Linked DNA regions of Mus musculus: all the other regions are linked to region 3. Evidence: chromatin contacts called from public Hi-C and promoter capture Hi-C data. All regions are on one chromosome and are shown on one strand. Each heading gives the region's core, a stretch centred on a gene start, on an enhancer-like site or on the middle of the called end of the contact. The rest is flanking DNA. Distances are from core to core; before and after follow the strand shown. Region 1 holds the start of Hnrnpll (heterogeneous nuclear ribonucleoprotein L-like). Region 2 holds the start of Dhx57 (DEAH (Asp-Glu-Ala-Asp/His) box polypeptide 57). Region 3 holds the start of Eif2ak2 (eukaryotic translation initiation factor 2-alpha kinase 2). Region 4 holds the start of Atl2 (atlastin GTPase 2).

Region 1 (3,297 bases), core at 470-2,969, 1.2 Mb before region 3:
CGGCCATCTTGACAGTCCCTGCAGAACACTGCTCAGTGACATGGTGACTATGAAGGTGTCAGAAGGGAGAGCATCGGATCCCTAGGAAGAGCACCGGGAAGCTCCTATGCTTCCCTGAGGGCTGCACCGCCTCTGCTGAGCCACCTCTCCAGCCCTAAACCTACGCCTTTTAGATCTTAGCTTTTAAAACTTTTGTACCTGAACTTTCTTGCACAGAAACTTTTGCACTGTCAATTTGTATGGAGCATCTGACTCAGACAAAAACTTTTGGGCAAAACTGGTGCAGTGTTTTTCTGACTGCGGATGCAGTTGCTCTCGCTCAGGACGTTTCCTTATCTGTCCCCAGCTCTGCAATTCCTTCTTTGATATTTCTTCGGTACACGTCAGTCTTATCTTAATTTTAAAGACATATTTCTAATTTTCAGTTCTGCAAGCGGCCTCTCTCTCTCTCTCACACACAGTGGTACAGTTTGCAGAAACGCTTAGATTCCTTAGGATTCTAAAATGACAAGCGACGCAAAGTATAAAGGAGAAAGCAACATATGTTAAAAGAACGATCACACATCTTTCTGGGGGAAGAAATGCCTTTGGGGGAAAAAAAACAGGCTAGAGGAGGGAACAACCCACAACTGGGAAAGGAAGAGGTTCAAAACAAGTGCGCAGAACGAATCTTAGTTTTCCAAGGCTTAAAGTAACAGGGCACTTAGGGCGCGGTGGGTTTCTTGCTAGCTAGACACCATAATTTCAACCCAGTAAGTTGGTCACTGAAATCCATTCGGGGGTGGATTGGGTTGGGGTGAACTGTACTGGAACTAGATTATAAAAATGAACACAGTACCTGCCCTTAAGCACGTCCAGTTTTGTTTTGTTTTAAAACAACACCTTTAGTTATTCAAAGGCCTTTTGCAAATAGAAACAGCTAAAAACCTTAAAACAGTCTTTAGGCTTCACAGAGGAAGTGAGTTGTGGGCTGGAAACGAACAGGATTGTGAGAGTTTCCTATTTTGGAAAATGAAGACGATCATTCAGAACAGTGAGAATAGGGGTTTTAGAGGAAGGTTGAGAATATGTAACTGCAGCAGGGACTTGGATAGGTATGTCTGCAGCAATAGGTCCGGTTTGCAGGTCACCTATGCCCTGCGCAGACCTGTGTGCATCATCTCGCTGGCTCGCCACAGTCAGTAACAGCTAACGGTTGTTCTGTTTAGTTAGTGGCGCAGAGTCCACGCGCTTTCGGGGGCTGTGTGTGGTTAGGTGCGCGGAGATTCTCCAGGTTTCCCTCATCTTTTTAAAGATTCTCCAGGTCTCCCTCATCTTTTTAAAATGAAGAAGAAAAGCATTCAAATTAGCGGGAAGGCGGTTAACACCCACAGCCCCGACTCTGCCGAACGCATCGCCGGCTCCTCACATTCACCCGGTATCTCAGCGGCGGCCAGGGCCTAACAGCGCTAACCGCCACGGGGCTGCAACCGCTGCGGAACCGCGCGCAGCGGGCGTTGCACGGTCCCGACCGGAGCCCAGCGAGAGTCCAGGCTGGGATTCTGACGAGCAGTTCTTCCAGCCAATTGGAAGCCAGATCGACTTTCGCTCTTCCAATAGGAGGCGGAAGTTCGGCAAGGGGGCGGAAACTCTCGGGCCCTGGATCCCATCCCGCCCGGCGGCAGTCAAGGCGGGGTGGAGGCTCCGCCTGAGCGGCGGGGAGCGGATCAGGGAGGAGGGAAGACCGGAAGCCACGGCCCGGCCCCATCCTTACTTTCGCGTCCCCCCCGGGGCTGGGAGCCGCGAAGCTGGCGGAGGGAGAGGCTGGAGGCTGGCTGAGAGATAAAGGGAAGCGTCCCCTCAGCCCGCGCTCCCTTCTCAGTCACGGGCTCCTGGAGCGCGCCGCGGAGGACGCCGGGCCAGCTCAGACCCGCGCCGAGGAGGCGCAGCCCGCGGCGGGGACCGATCAGCGACATCTGAGGCCCGTCTCCCGCGCCGTCTCCACCGCCGCCGCCATGTCCTCCTCCTCCTCCTCCTCCCCCAAGGAGGAGACGTACGAGGAGGACCGGGAGTTCGAGAGCCAGGCCAAGCGCCTCAAGACCGAGGAGGGAGAGATCGTCTACTCGGCCGAGGAGAGCGAGAATCGCCAGGAAGCGACGCCTCAGGCGGGGAGCGATAGCGACAGCGGCGGCGGCGACGGAGGCGACGGAGACGGAGGCAGCGGCGGCGGCGGCGACGGCGAGGAAGGCGAAGGTGGAGAAGAAGGCGACGAAGGCGACGGCGATGAGGGAGGGAGCGGCGGCGACGAAGGTGGCAGCGGCGGTGGCCCTCGGAGCATGCCCCTGTCCACGGTAACAAAGCGCGGCGCCGCGCCGCGTCCCTCCAGCAGGGCCCGGCGGCGGGGGTTCGGCCTGGCCGCCTTTGCCGCTGCGTGCACGCCGAGCGCGTAGCTGGCGACTCGGACTGATTCTTTCCTTTATTGCCCACGATCCCCGAATCCCGAATGCCGGCTTTGGGTGGGCTTGGGGTGCCGGGCCTCCCGGAGTCCGGGCCCTGAACTTGGGGAGGGTAGCGGGGTGGGGGCGGCGGGGGCGGGCGGGTGTCGCTTCCGCTCCGGGAGGCTGCGCCGCGCGCCCTCGGCGGGATCCGCTCTTTGTTAGTTGAGCAACTCCGGCTCCGAGGCTGTGCTGGGGACCCGGCCTCCCCGACCCGCATCATCCTCACGCTGGGCAACCATAACGGGAAGGCTCTCGTGGCCTCGTCTCCGTGGGAACCGCGATGCAATGACAAATTGCGCCCTCGTGCTCTCCCCGTAGTTTAGCCCTCGCTAGTTTAATATCTTTCTATAGAAAAGGCTTTGTGGGCATGGGGTTCATTCAGGCCAGGCAATGGCCAAGATAAGTTTTCTTGTTACAGAAATGAGTGGGCCGGTGATCTAAGTGTGTGTGTGTGTGTCTGTCCCTGCTGTCAAATAAAAGGCGTTCAGATGACGAGAGTTCTTCATTCATAATGTACTTCAAGTTTGTCCCCCACAGAAGGAAATGAATGCAGAGCTGTGGGAATTCAGTCACACATTCCTCGAGTCCTCCTTTATCAGAAACGTTTAGCTGGAGGCTGGAGGAATGTGGACAGCGCAACCCACAACTTCAGTTCCATGGAGACTTTAAGGAAACAAACCAATCCGAACGGTTTTGACTCTTTTGGGGGCCTTTAAACGGTCTTGACGACTTAAGATATTATTTAAACACTTAATACATTTGAGATCAAATCTTAGCAGAAGTTGACGAAGTTATGCACACCTTCCAAAAATTAAGGTGT
Region 2 (3,272 bases), core at 90-2,589, 1.4 Mb before region 3:
TGCTTATGTGTAGTTAGTCACCTACACTAAAATAGGGACCATAGATCGATGAAATGTCCTCCCACCACCTGACTCGGTATTGAGTACAAACAGAAAATGCTTATCTAGGGAATGAATGGCTCTTGAGACAGAATCATTAAACGCCTACTAAGCAGGACACTACTAAACACAACTGATCATACAGGAAATGAAGCAGTCCTCAACCGCTCTTCAGATTTCCACGTTTGATGAGCATAGTCTTGTACGGCTTTATCTCGGGGAAATGTTTCCCCTTTTTGGTTTTCAGGGTTTTTTTTTTTTTGGTTTTGTTTGTTTGTTTGTTGTTTCGTGAGAGTGTAATACTTTGAACACTACTGAAAGGAATTCCTATCTAAAAGAGTGCACTTCTTTTACAGAGCTATGTCACACCAGCATTTGGCCCTCTGCTGAAAAAAGTAAAAAGAAGTCTCAAATGCCTTTTTCGCCCTCTAGTGTTACAAATGTGGGGGCAGCACTGTATCATGTGAGTGTAAAATATCTCCTACCTGCTGCATGATATGAATTGGTAGCTTTATCAAAGATGGTTCCAATATTACTCAGGATGTCTTCTTTACAGATGATTTAAAAGCTAATTATATGTCTATAATATACATACATATATATAATATACATATAATTATATATGTACAATACACACACATGTATGTATATGTGTATACTTATATACATATATATATTGTGCTGGTACCCTAATGGTCACAGACCTGTGCTGTTTCTAGTTGTTTGGTGGTGTTTTTCTGTTTGTTTGTTTTTAAGGCGAGGCTAGACGTCTACAATTTTGTTCAGATGACTACAGGACCTGAAAAAGCTGTTGTTATTACTGATGCATAACATACTATTATTGCTCTTTATACATATACATAGATATATATACATATATAAAAATATATACACATATATAAATATATACACATATAAACATATACCTATATTTAAAATAATATTAATATATTATATGTTAATATATATTATATAATATATTAAATATGTATATATATTAAACACACGTTTAATTTTTGAAAACTGTACTTGTGTTTTCAACCATGTTGAGTTGTCATTGTACCAAAATCAGCAGCCATATTAGTCTAGAAACATCAAGCTAATTTCTTTTCCATTTGTACAGGCTTACTTCACTGTATTACATAGGTAAAACCTTATCTGTGTGAGTTCGATTACAGAAACTAATATTCTCTAAATAAGGGGGTGACGTTTCCACATTCAAATTTCTGGATTATGTGAGTTAGCAGGAACCTCTGCCATTGATCTGGCACCGTAAAGGAAACAAATCCGGAGTGATAGGCACAGCGAACCCACAGACTCGGGGGCCCACGCTGTATCTCCGGATCCCCCGACGCCGGGCTGTCGGTGCCCCTCCACCCCAGAGTGGATGCTGCGGCTGGCTCCGGGTCCATCAGCTCCCGAGAGGAAGCGCACTCACTTGATGGAGACGTGAAGGACAGGCTTTCGCGACTCTGCGATTCCCCTAGGCTCGCCAGCTCGGCAGGCTGGAGGGAGCTGGGCTCTAGGACAGAGCGGGCCTCGGTTGCTGGGGCGACCGGGCGACCTCTCACCCGGAAGCAAAAGTGCAAGAAGCCAATCAGAAGACACCTGGGCGGGGCGGCTGCTGCGGGTGAGGTCCAAGAGGGAAGCTGAACCCAGCCCGGACCCCGACCCTGGGTGCCGCCTCCTGAGCTCCGCAGCCAGCAACGCTACGAGCCAGGTACGGCCTGACGTGGCATGTGCGGGGCCGCGCGGGTTCGGGGTTGCCAGGCCCGCCTGCCGCCTCCCCTCTCTAGTGATCACATCCGAGGACCATGCAGCCCCTATGGTCCTGCCTGTCAGCCCAGGGGCAGTGAACCTGGACCTGCAGAATCCTGGGGAACCCCGGGATCTGCAGTCGAGGTCGTCCACACCCACGGCTCCGAGCAAGGTTGAAAAGGAGGGGCGCCAGCCCCATTTCCTGTCTGTGGCTCGGTGGCGACCCGAGGGGCTGTTTGGGGAAAGGGTTGGAGAAGATGGATGTTGAAGAAAGGAACCTTGCATGACTAGGTATCTGAATGGAGCTGGGGGAATGTATAGTGGTCAGAGGTTTGCCTGGGAGGCAAGCGGTGTGGGTTCAGTTTTCATCACCTCAGCTTGACGATGCTGTACGTGGGAGCCAAACTTGGGTGTGAAACAAAGGATCCTTTTAGAGCCAAACTTGGATCCAGTGTCTATGGTAAAGAAAGATGAAATCTTAGCAGGCTACATAGATAGTGGGATTCCTCCCTGCGGACTAGATAACCTAATTTGTATTCTACAGAAAACGTCTGGGGAATGTGATATCGGATGCCGCTATAATCGGTAAATCTTGGTTCAGATTTTTGCGTGAAAATTACAGCTCAAGTTGAAAATGTAACCTTTTCTGGGTTGGTGTGAGGCAACTTGTTTTAAGTCAGTACAGAATCTTCTTGCCTTTTTTTTTTCCTCAGCCATTTCTCAATGTATGAATTGACCCCAGCTGGGTGGTTTGGGTGGTAAGATGTTTGATGTTTTCCTTTCTTCCTACGTAAAAAAAACAAAAAGACAAAAACCCGATATGCAGCTGGGCGTGGTAGTGCACGCCTTTGGAAACAGAGGCAGATGGATCTCTGTAAGTTTGAAGCCAACCTGGTCTACAAAGCGAGTTCCAGGGCAGCCAGTGCTATTTACACAGAGAAACCCTGTCTGGAAAGACATAAAGGTGGGGGGAGGGGGGTGGGAGAATGCGATTATTGAAAATTCAGTTTGTGCCATTCCTTCAGTCACATGTTAATCATTTCATGTCATTATGGTTTTGTGAGTGTATGTATATACTGCTGTCCTTTGGAGAGCTCGTGGTTGGGGCTCAGGATGTCTTGCCTAGTGGGGATCTAGGGTTAGAGAGTAGTTAAAATAATTGAGGGGTGTTGTTTGTTAGTTTGTTTTTGTTTTCTAAGACAGTTTCTCTGTGTAGCCCTGGCTGGCTTGGAACTCACTCTGTGGACCAGGCTGGCTTCCAACTCACAGATCCACCTGCCTCTAAAGGTGTCTGCCACCACTGCTTGGCAAGTTTTACACTTTAAATTGAAAGAGGACATTATTTGTGTTTTTGTTTGGTTTCTCTATGGTGTTTGGCCACTTGTGGGGAGGGGGGGTCCCACTCACCTAGGAGAAACTGTCTTTCCTGATTCTAGCTAATGACCCACCCACCAGGGAATCTGCCATTCGTATAA
Region 3 (2,945 bases), core at 222-2,721:
CCAGAAAGATCCAGAGGCACCCCTTTCAGTGGCTAACACTTCAGCTAGATGTTCCAAGACCCCGAAGAAATTATGGTGATCATGGGTCTTTGGAAATGCCAAGAGTAAACCACCTAGAATGGAATAGGTAGAGTGAGCAGAATGGCATCCATTGTGAATGTTCAGTAGAGAAATGTCTGCAGAGATCTCGCTGTCAGCTTCTCCCTAGGTAGTCGGGTGTTCATTTAAGGTGCTATAGTAGGGAGCGGGAGTTTATCGAGGCTGATCTGGTCACGGGCTTTTCACATTAGAGACCTCAAATTACACCCAGGATCCACGCTACAAGAAAAGTTAGGCTGTTGTTCTCCTACCTTACAGGAAAGGAAGAAGAAAGGAGTGGGCACAGCAATGTTGACTGTGAAATTGGGGGCTCTGTCTTGGGACTTTTCCATCTCTCACCAGTTGCCATGTTGGGAGTACAATTTCCCGGTTCTAATTCTAGCTCCTGAGTTCTCCTCATAGGGATGGTGCTCAGCTCAGAGTGCAGGCATGAAGATGTGTCACTGGGCAGTGTGCCACAAGCTAAACCCTCAAGTCCTGGGCCAGCAAGTTCCATTATGGGAGTGTGTTACAGTCTTACAGGAAGGTAGGATTGCTTTTCTTTTCTTTTTTTTTTTTTAATTTTGTTTTAACCCGTATACGAGTTCACTATAGCTGTCTTCAGACACACCAGAAGAGGGCATCGGATCCCATTACAGATGGTTGTGAGCCACCATGTGGTTGCTGGGAATTGAACTCAGGACCTCTGGAAGAGCAGTCAGTGCTTTTACCTGCTGAGCCATCTCTCCAGCTCAGGCAAGGTTCCTTATTAAGCAGGGACTGCTGGTGTTGGCCTTGTGATAAAACATTCCTTGTGGCCTTTCTGGGAGCAGGTGGATCTTAACAGGGGCCTGGCCTGGTGAGTGATATGCAACAAGGGGCTAGCAGGTAACTGCTGAGGGCTGGACAAATAGATTTAAGAGAGAATTCTTCAACCCTCTGGCCAATGTTGTCAAGATGGCTATGTCCTCCTTGGCATGGCAGTGTGAAAGGGGAAGGAGACTAACGTTTACAAACCTGGACTTCAATTGTCACAGACATAGCTTGGCTGGACCCTCTGAGAGGCGAGTTACTCAGTATCTCCCACTGCACATCGGAATTCGGTAGCATCCATGTGCCCAGTTGCTTCCTCAAAGTTTGTTTTGAAAAGTAGATTGTGATCATTGATCCAGGAGCAGGAGGCTTGGGTTTCTCCTTCTTCTTCCTGCAGAGCTTTCCCAGAATGGAAGCCAGGAAGTGTCCGAAACCTGGAGAAGCTGGCAGTTACTGCAGTTGCACAGGAGAGGGGAGGCGGGCCCGGACCTTGGCTCCCGCGCTGGGGTACAGAGGCGACACGCCTACCTGACTTCTCGCGGGTGCGAGCCGGTGCGGGAGGGGCCCAGAGCAGTGTGGGAAGGCGGAGTCCGCCGGGAAAACGAAACAGAAGAGAACCGGCCAGGCCCGGACTTCCATGGGCAGCAGCAGCGGCAGGGAACGGAGGGCGAATAGATTTCAGAGCCTGCACCTGAAGTACAATTCGAATCCTGCTCCAGGGAGCGAGCCACTGTCCGGATCCAGAAACTTTGGTAAGACCTGAGGGCTATTTTCCCACTCCTGGATAGCGGTTGCAGGAAAAGGGACCCAGAAGGAAAATGACAAGCCCAATGACTTAAAACTCTGGAGGGAACTCTAGAAGCCTGAATGACCCAGAGACTGAATTCTGCGCCAAGACTTTGTGCTGCACAGTCATGGCATTCCAATTAGCTGTCCTTTGTGACAAGCGGGTCCTGCTCCATCCTCCACCAGCCGCTATGGTCAGGCAACCCCCCCCCCCGCGCCTCCCCCTCCCCTTCCCCCTTCTTCTCCCAACTCCCCCGCCCAGTGCCCACCACTTTCAGACTTACTTGGTGGTTCTGGGCCACAGCCAAATACCCTCCAACTCCTGCCTTCATGCTGCCTGTTTCTACTTCCTGGAAAGCCCTTTCCACCTCACCCCACCCCCAAGTGACTTCCTGGGCAGATCTGTCTATCCAGTCCTTTTCACAGAGCCAATGATATGAATTACCTTCCCTAAGCTAGAAACTCCACTCTGCCCTCATAGCCAGCGCCCCCCGTCCCCTGCCCCATATTTTTCTCAATCTTCCAACTAGTACTTAGTACTAGAATTAGTCTTTTTCCTTCTACCAGTAAGATCCCAAGAGCAGTTTTCATTGGCTTGTATAAGCCTAGCACCTGATCCCTGACAGGTGCTCGTTCCATGTATGTTAAGTGGATGGTAATTCATAAATAACCTTGAATTCTAGAGAAACGGGATTCCCTGTTGCACCTTTAGTACTAACCGTGCCTTGCCCCCTGGAGTTAAAGACACTCTCAGGGCAGAGTGTGTGCTTGTTTTTCAGCTTGCCCTGCGGCCCTGGAGGGACCCAAACACTGTGTGCAGCTTGCTCCTTTATATATCATATACTAGCTGAATGCATGTTGTATGGGAAGCAGCGACTGGAGGGGCTCAGCCTTCTGGGGTCCTACAGTCTTCAGGAAGGAGAAAGATCAGGGTCTTCAGGATATAGGTGAGACAAGCAGGTGGCATTTGTTGGTGCATGTGATGGGCTGCTCTTTGGGTGAGCGACTGAGAGCTGAGAGCAGCTTCCTGGTAAGCATCCTGATTCCTTTATAGGAATCCCACCTGTCAATACAGTGGTGAGGTGGAGTGATTCTAGTTGCCCCTGCAGCATCACAGAAGGCCAGCCCATCCTGAGAGGTGAATAAAATTGCTCCCTAGACAAAGGGTTCCAACTCCTGGGAGCATGGATTGGACCGTACCTAGCCATTCATTCCCCAGTGGACTTATTCATTCATTTGTACCAAGCCCTTATTATAGTTCTGGTACC
Region 4 (3,385 bases), core at 781-3,280, 1.0 Mb before region 3:
CAGAACAAGATGACTGTGTGGAATCAAAGAATGAAGGAACCAGTGATGGACTGGAGAACGAGGCAGAGAAACAGAAAGAAAAATGGCAGACTTCACATTGTAAAAGCCTTTGTCAACTACAGTTTGGCCTTTACCCTGAGCAGAGCAACCCTATGATCCTATTTGTATGTTAAAAAAAACAAAACAAAACAAAACTCAAACCTTCGGCTGGGTGAAGAGTCTACAGGAGAAGGGAAATACTTTGTTACAGGGGAGTGGGGGAGATAGGAGGTTGAATGAAGATACAGGCTAGGGTGGTGCTGGAGAGGAAGTGAGTTAGGGAGAGATCCAGCAGTCACAATGACAATAGAAGATTTGTTGGGTGGAAAGAGGAGAAAGAAGTCTGGAATGTGTCTCTTTGGTTTGAATAGAAGAGAGGTAACTATAATGAAGGTGGCTTTTTAAACTTGGATTTGACCGTGGGTCAGTGTTCATTCTGTGACGACCTGAGTTAGGTTTCTCTATATTCACTGGATCCAGGAGGTGTGGCTCTATCTGGGGTGCTGTAGCAGAGCTGATGAGATGCCAGTGTCTGCGAGTAGAACCCCCTCTGAAGACCAGTTGGCCAGCAGCACAGCTTTGGGAATGACTAACTTTCCCAGGATATCTGATAGGGTGTGCTCAGTGTCATGTAACCACTGACAATAAATGGGATTTTGGTCTTTGAAGGCAAAAATCCTCATCTTGACATCTTCTTTCATGCCCAAGCACCTGCACACCGCGGAGTGTACAATCTCCAATAGTTATCACAGAGAGAGATTATGAAAGAAAATCTAAGGTCAGGCGTGGGGGTCCATGCCTTTAATCCCAGCGCTCAAGAGGCAGGGGTAGGCAAGCTCTGTGAATTTGAGGCCAGCCTTGTCTGTAAAATGGGTTCCAGGATAGCCAAGGCTTATACAGAGGTTTATACAGAGAAACTATGTCTTGAAAAACCACCACCACCAAACAAAAAGAGAAGAAAAAAGAAAAGAAAAGAAAAGAAAAGAAAAGAAAAGGAAAGGAAAGAAAAGAAAAGCAAGCAAGCAAGCACACCTACTATCAAGCAAGTCCCTTACTAGGTTGCTCAGGAAACATGGGAGCAGCACACAGAGTTAGTGCAGAAGGAACTCACAATCTGTGTCTCCAAAGATAGAGAACAGGTGACTTAATCCCCAGACAGTTCAACCAAAGCCCATCTGGAATGATGCCCTCCAAAGTTTGATGACACTAACGGTTTTTTTCTAGAGGTTTTGTGGAATTAAAGGTTGCAAAGTATAGGCTTAAGAGGTTGGGGTAAGACAATCATTTGGACACCTGGGCTCCCACTTTTTCAAGAGAAAAGGATTTTCTCCTGCAGCCATGGTTGTGGTACAAATTCATGAGACTAAGAACTGTGTTCCACAGCTGCCTCCACAGGTTGACGTATCTGTTATAAAGTTTCTCGAACTTTCTACATGATGCCAGTGGATCCCCAGAAGAAGGTTCATCACAGTTAGGAGAGGATGTATTAGAATTCCTTCTCTGATCAGAGCGGTATTTTTTTGGGTTTCAGATATGCATAGTTGAGAGGGTAAAGTAGCCTCAGAAGGCGATGGGGAGCCAATGCAAACAAATTGTAGGATAGTGGTGGAAAGAGAAAACCTTTCTGTGTAGGGCCAAGATATCAGGAGAAGCCAGGCACTGGCTTCGCAGGGAAGAGGGCTGGGGGTAAGAAAGCTAGGAGGGAAAGGATGCGAATGTAACCTCACGTGCAGAGTCAACGTTAGAGATGCGAAGAGAATTGGGAAAGGAGGGACTGGAGATGCCTTCTCCGCCCTGCGGCAAGGGGGTGTGGCCCCGAGAGCGGGAAGGTAGGGACGGGATGGCGCCGGCCGCAGTGGGGGTTCCCCAACTCTTCCTTAGAAGTCTGAGAGCTGCGGAGCTCCGCGGCAGGTTGGCCCGGGCGGAGGAGGAGCGAGGGCGCTGATGGGCGTGGCTGGGCGTGTCTGGGCCGCGCAAGTCAGAGGGCGGCGCTAGGACCCGCAGGCCGCCCCGCCGGCTCCCGGGAGGTTGATAAAGCGGCGGCGGCGTTTGACGTCAGTGGGGAGTTAATTTTAAATCGGTACAAGATGGCGGAGGGGGACGAGGCAGCGCGAAGGCAGCAGCCGCAGCAGGGGCTGAGGCGCCGGCGACAGACCAGCGACTCGAGCGTCGGAGTTAACCACGTCTCGTCTACGACCTCCCTAGGTACGGGCCGGAGGGGCCGAGGCCACGGGGGGCCGGGAGTCGGGGAGGCTGCGGCCGTTCGGGCTGGCGGGCACCGGTCGCCCGCTGGGGTCGAAGACCGCGGCTGGCTGGGCTCGGCTCGGCTCTGGCCGCCGCGGCCGCCCGTTCGCTCGCACGCTCGTTCGCTCGCTCGCAGGGCCTAGCGGCAGCCGCGCCCCACGCTCCGCCGCGCGGCCTGAGAGGGCGGCCCGCGGGCCTCGGCTCTCCCAGCTGCCGGGGGAACGGGCAGCCCGGCCCCCTGCCCGCCGCCGCCGCGTGGCCGCCGCGGTGTCCGCCCCGACCCAAGGGGGCGGCCTTGAGCCGGGGCCACGGGGCCGGGACGCGCGGAGGTCGGCGGGCGGTACGGGATCGGTCACCCGGCGGGCACTCACTGCCCTGGGTGCCTGACGCGGGCCGGGAAGGGAGGGACGAGCGGGACGCGCTGGGCCCCGCGGTGGCGGTGGACGCGGGAACCGCTGGCACCTGGCTGCCAGGTCGCAGAGCTCTCTCCACACACACACCACACACACTCACACACCCTTCCTTCCCGATGGGAGCCGCAGTCCGCAGGCCAGGGCTGGGGCCCGGGCTCAGCTTCAGCTTCACCAGCTCTTGGCTCCGCCGAACCCATTCGCACGAGTTGTGCGTGGATTGGCCAGGGTTGCAAGTGTTGGCTCCGGTTGTCAGACTGGGGTTAGGAGCCCTGGGGCTGCGAGTCATTCGCTTCAGGCTGAGAGTGTCTGGTTTGAAGTCACCTGATCCCGTCGTTCCTGGGTTTTGCTGAATGTGAGCTCCTACTGTATGTGTGTGTACATGGCGCCCCTACCCCGTCGAAGACGCAGTTGCGTTGGCAGCGCGGTGTTGTGTGTTGCTCTCACTCACAGCACCCCTATTTTTAGGAGTGTAGCATTTGATCTTTCACCGTGGTGCGAATTGAACGCACGAAGTCCTTATTGAGAGTTGCGATGGTTAAAGGCGGAAAAGTTTTTCAAAGGCTTAGAAATCGTAAGGGCTTAGGGTTAGATACCTGAGGTCAAGATAAGCGTAGAGTAAACACACCGGGTATGAGATCGCTTTTGTATTTCCTTTTCCACAATCTGATAAAGGCTTTACTGGATAAAAT

What was found. Promoter capture Hi-C pulls out the DNA fragments that hold promoters and counts their contacts. Hi-C and Micro-C count contacts between places; a contact is called where the count stands out from the background.
Region 1: a contact with region 3 is called in a promoter capture Hi-C map of pre-B cells, with 4 times the contacts expected there. The contact joins the promoter of Hnrnpll here to the promoter of Eif2ak2 in region 3. A contact is called at or near these places in 1 of 39 promoter capture datasets (pre-B cells) and 1 of 9 other capture datasets (liver).
Region 2: a contact with region 3 is called in a Hi-C map of B cells, with 5 read pairs. The contact joins the promoter of Dhx57 here to the promoter of Eif2ak2 in region 3. A contact is called at or near these places in 2 of 39 promoter capture datasets (hippocampal neurons and pre-B cells) and 1 of 484 Hi-C or Micro-C datasets (B cells).
Region 4: a contact with region 3 is called in a promoter capture Hi-C map of embryonic stem cells, with 3 times the contacts expected there. The contact joins the promoter of Atl2 here to the promoter of Eif2ak2 in region 3. A contact is called at or near these places in 5 of 39 promoter capture datasets (the 3T3-L1 cell line, embryonic stem cells, hematopoietic stem and progenitor cells and 2 more), 3 of 115 datasets of contacts at active chromatin or transcription factors (embryonic stem cells, large pre-B cells and pancreatic cancer cells) and 1 of 9 other capture datasets (embryonic stem cells).

What each region holds. Positions count from the first base shown.
Region 1 is chr17:80,060,690-80,063,986 of GRCm38.p6, reverse strand. It overlaps Hnrnpll (heterogeneous nuclear ribonucleoprotein L-like), which reads left to right and starts at 1,719. Exons shown (of 13, transcript NM_144802.4): 1 at 1,719-2,330. The coding sequence starts at 1,995. It overlaps 4933407O12Rik, which reads right to left and starts at 1,765. Exons shown (of 2, transcript XM_006525248.3): 1 at 1,415-1,765; 2 at 525-1,314. The coding sequence starts at 1,747. The coding sequence ends at 1,189.
Region 2 is chr17:80,288,543-80,291,814 of GRCm38.p6, reverse strand. Dhx57 (DEAH (Asp-Glu-Ala-Asp/His) box polypeptide 57) reads left to right here and starts at 1,339. Exons shown (of 24, transcript NM_001163759.1): 1 at 1,339-1,759. It overlaps Morn2 (MORN repeat containing 2), which reads right to left and starts at 1,603. Exons shown (of 5, transcript NM_194269.2): 1 at 1,478-1,603.
Region 3 is chr17:78,881,098-78,884,042 of GRCm38.p6, reverse strand. It overlaps Eif2ak2 (eukaryotic translation initiation factor 2-alpha kinase 2), which reads left to right and starts at 1,471. Exons shown (of 16, transcript NM_011163.4): 1 at 1,471-1,643. Gm26637 reads right to left here and starts at 2,159. Exons shown (of 2, transcript XR_876974.2): 1 at 1,962-2,159.
Region 4 is chr17:79,894,768-79,898,152 of GRCm38.p6, reverse strand. It overlaps Atl2 (atlastin GTPase 2), which reads left to right and starts at 2,030. Exons shown (of 13, transcript NM_019717.3): 1 at 2,030-2,244. The coding sequence starts at 2,127. Gm41625 (a long non-coding RNA gene) reads left to right here. Exons shown (of 4, transcript XR_876985.3): 4 at 4-64.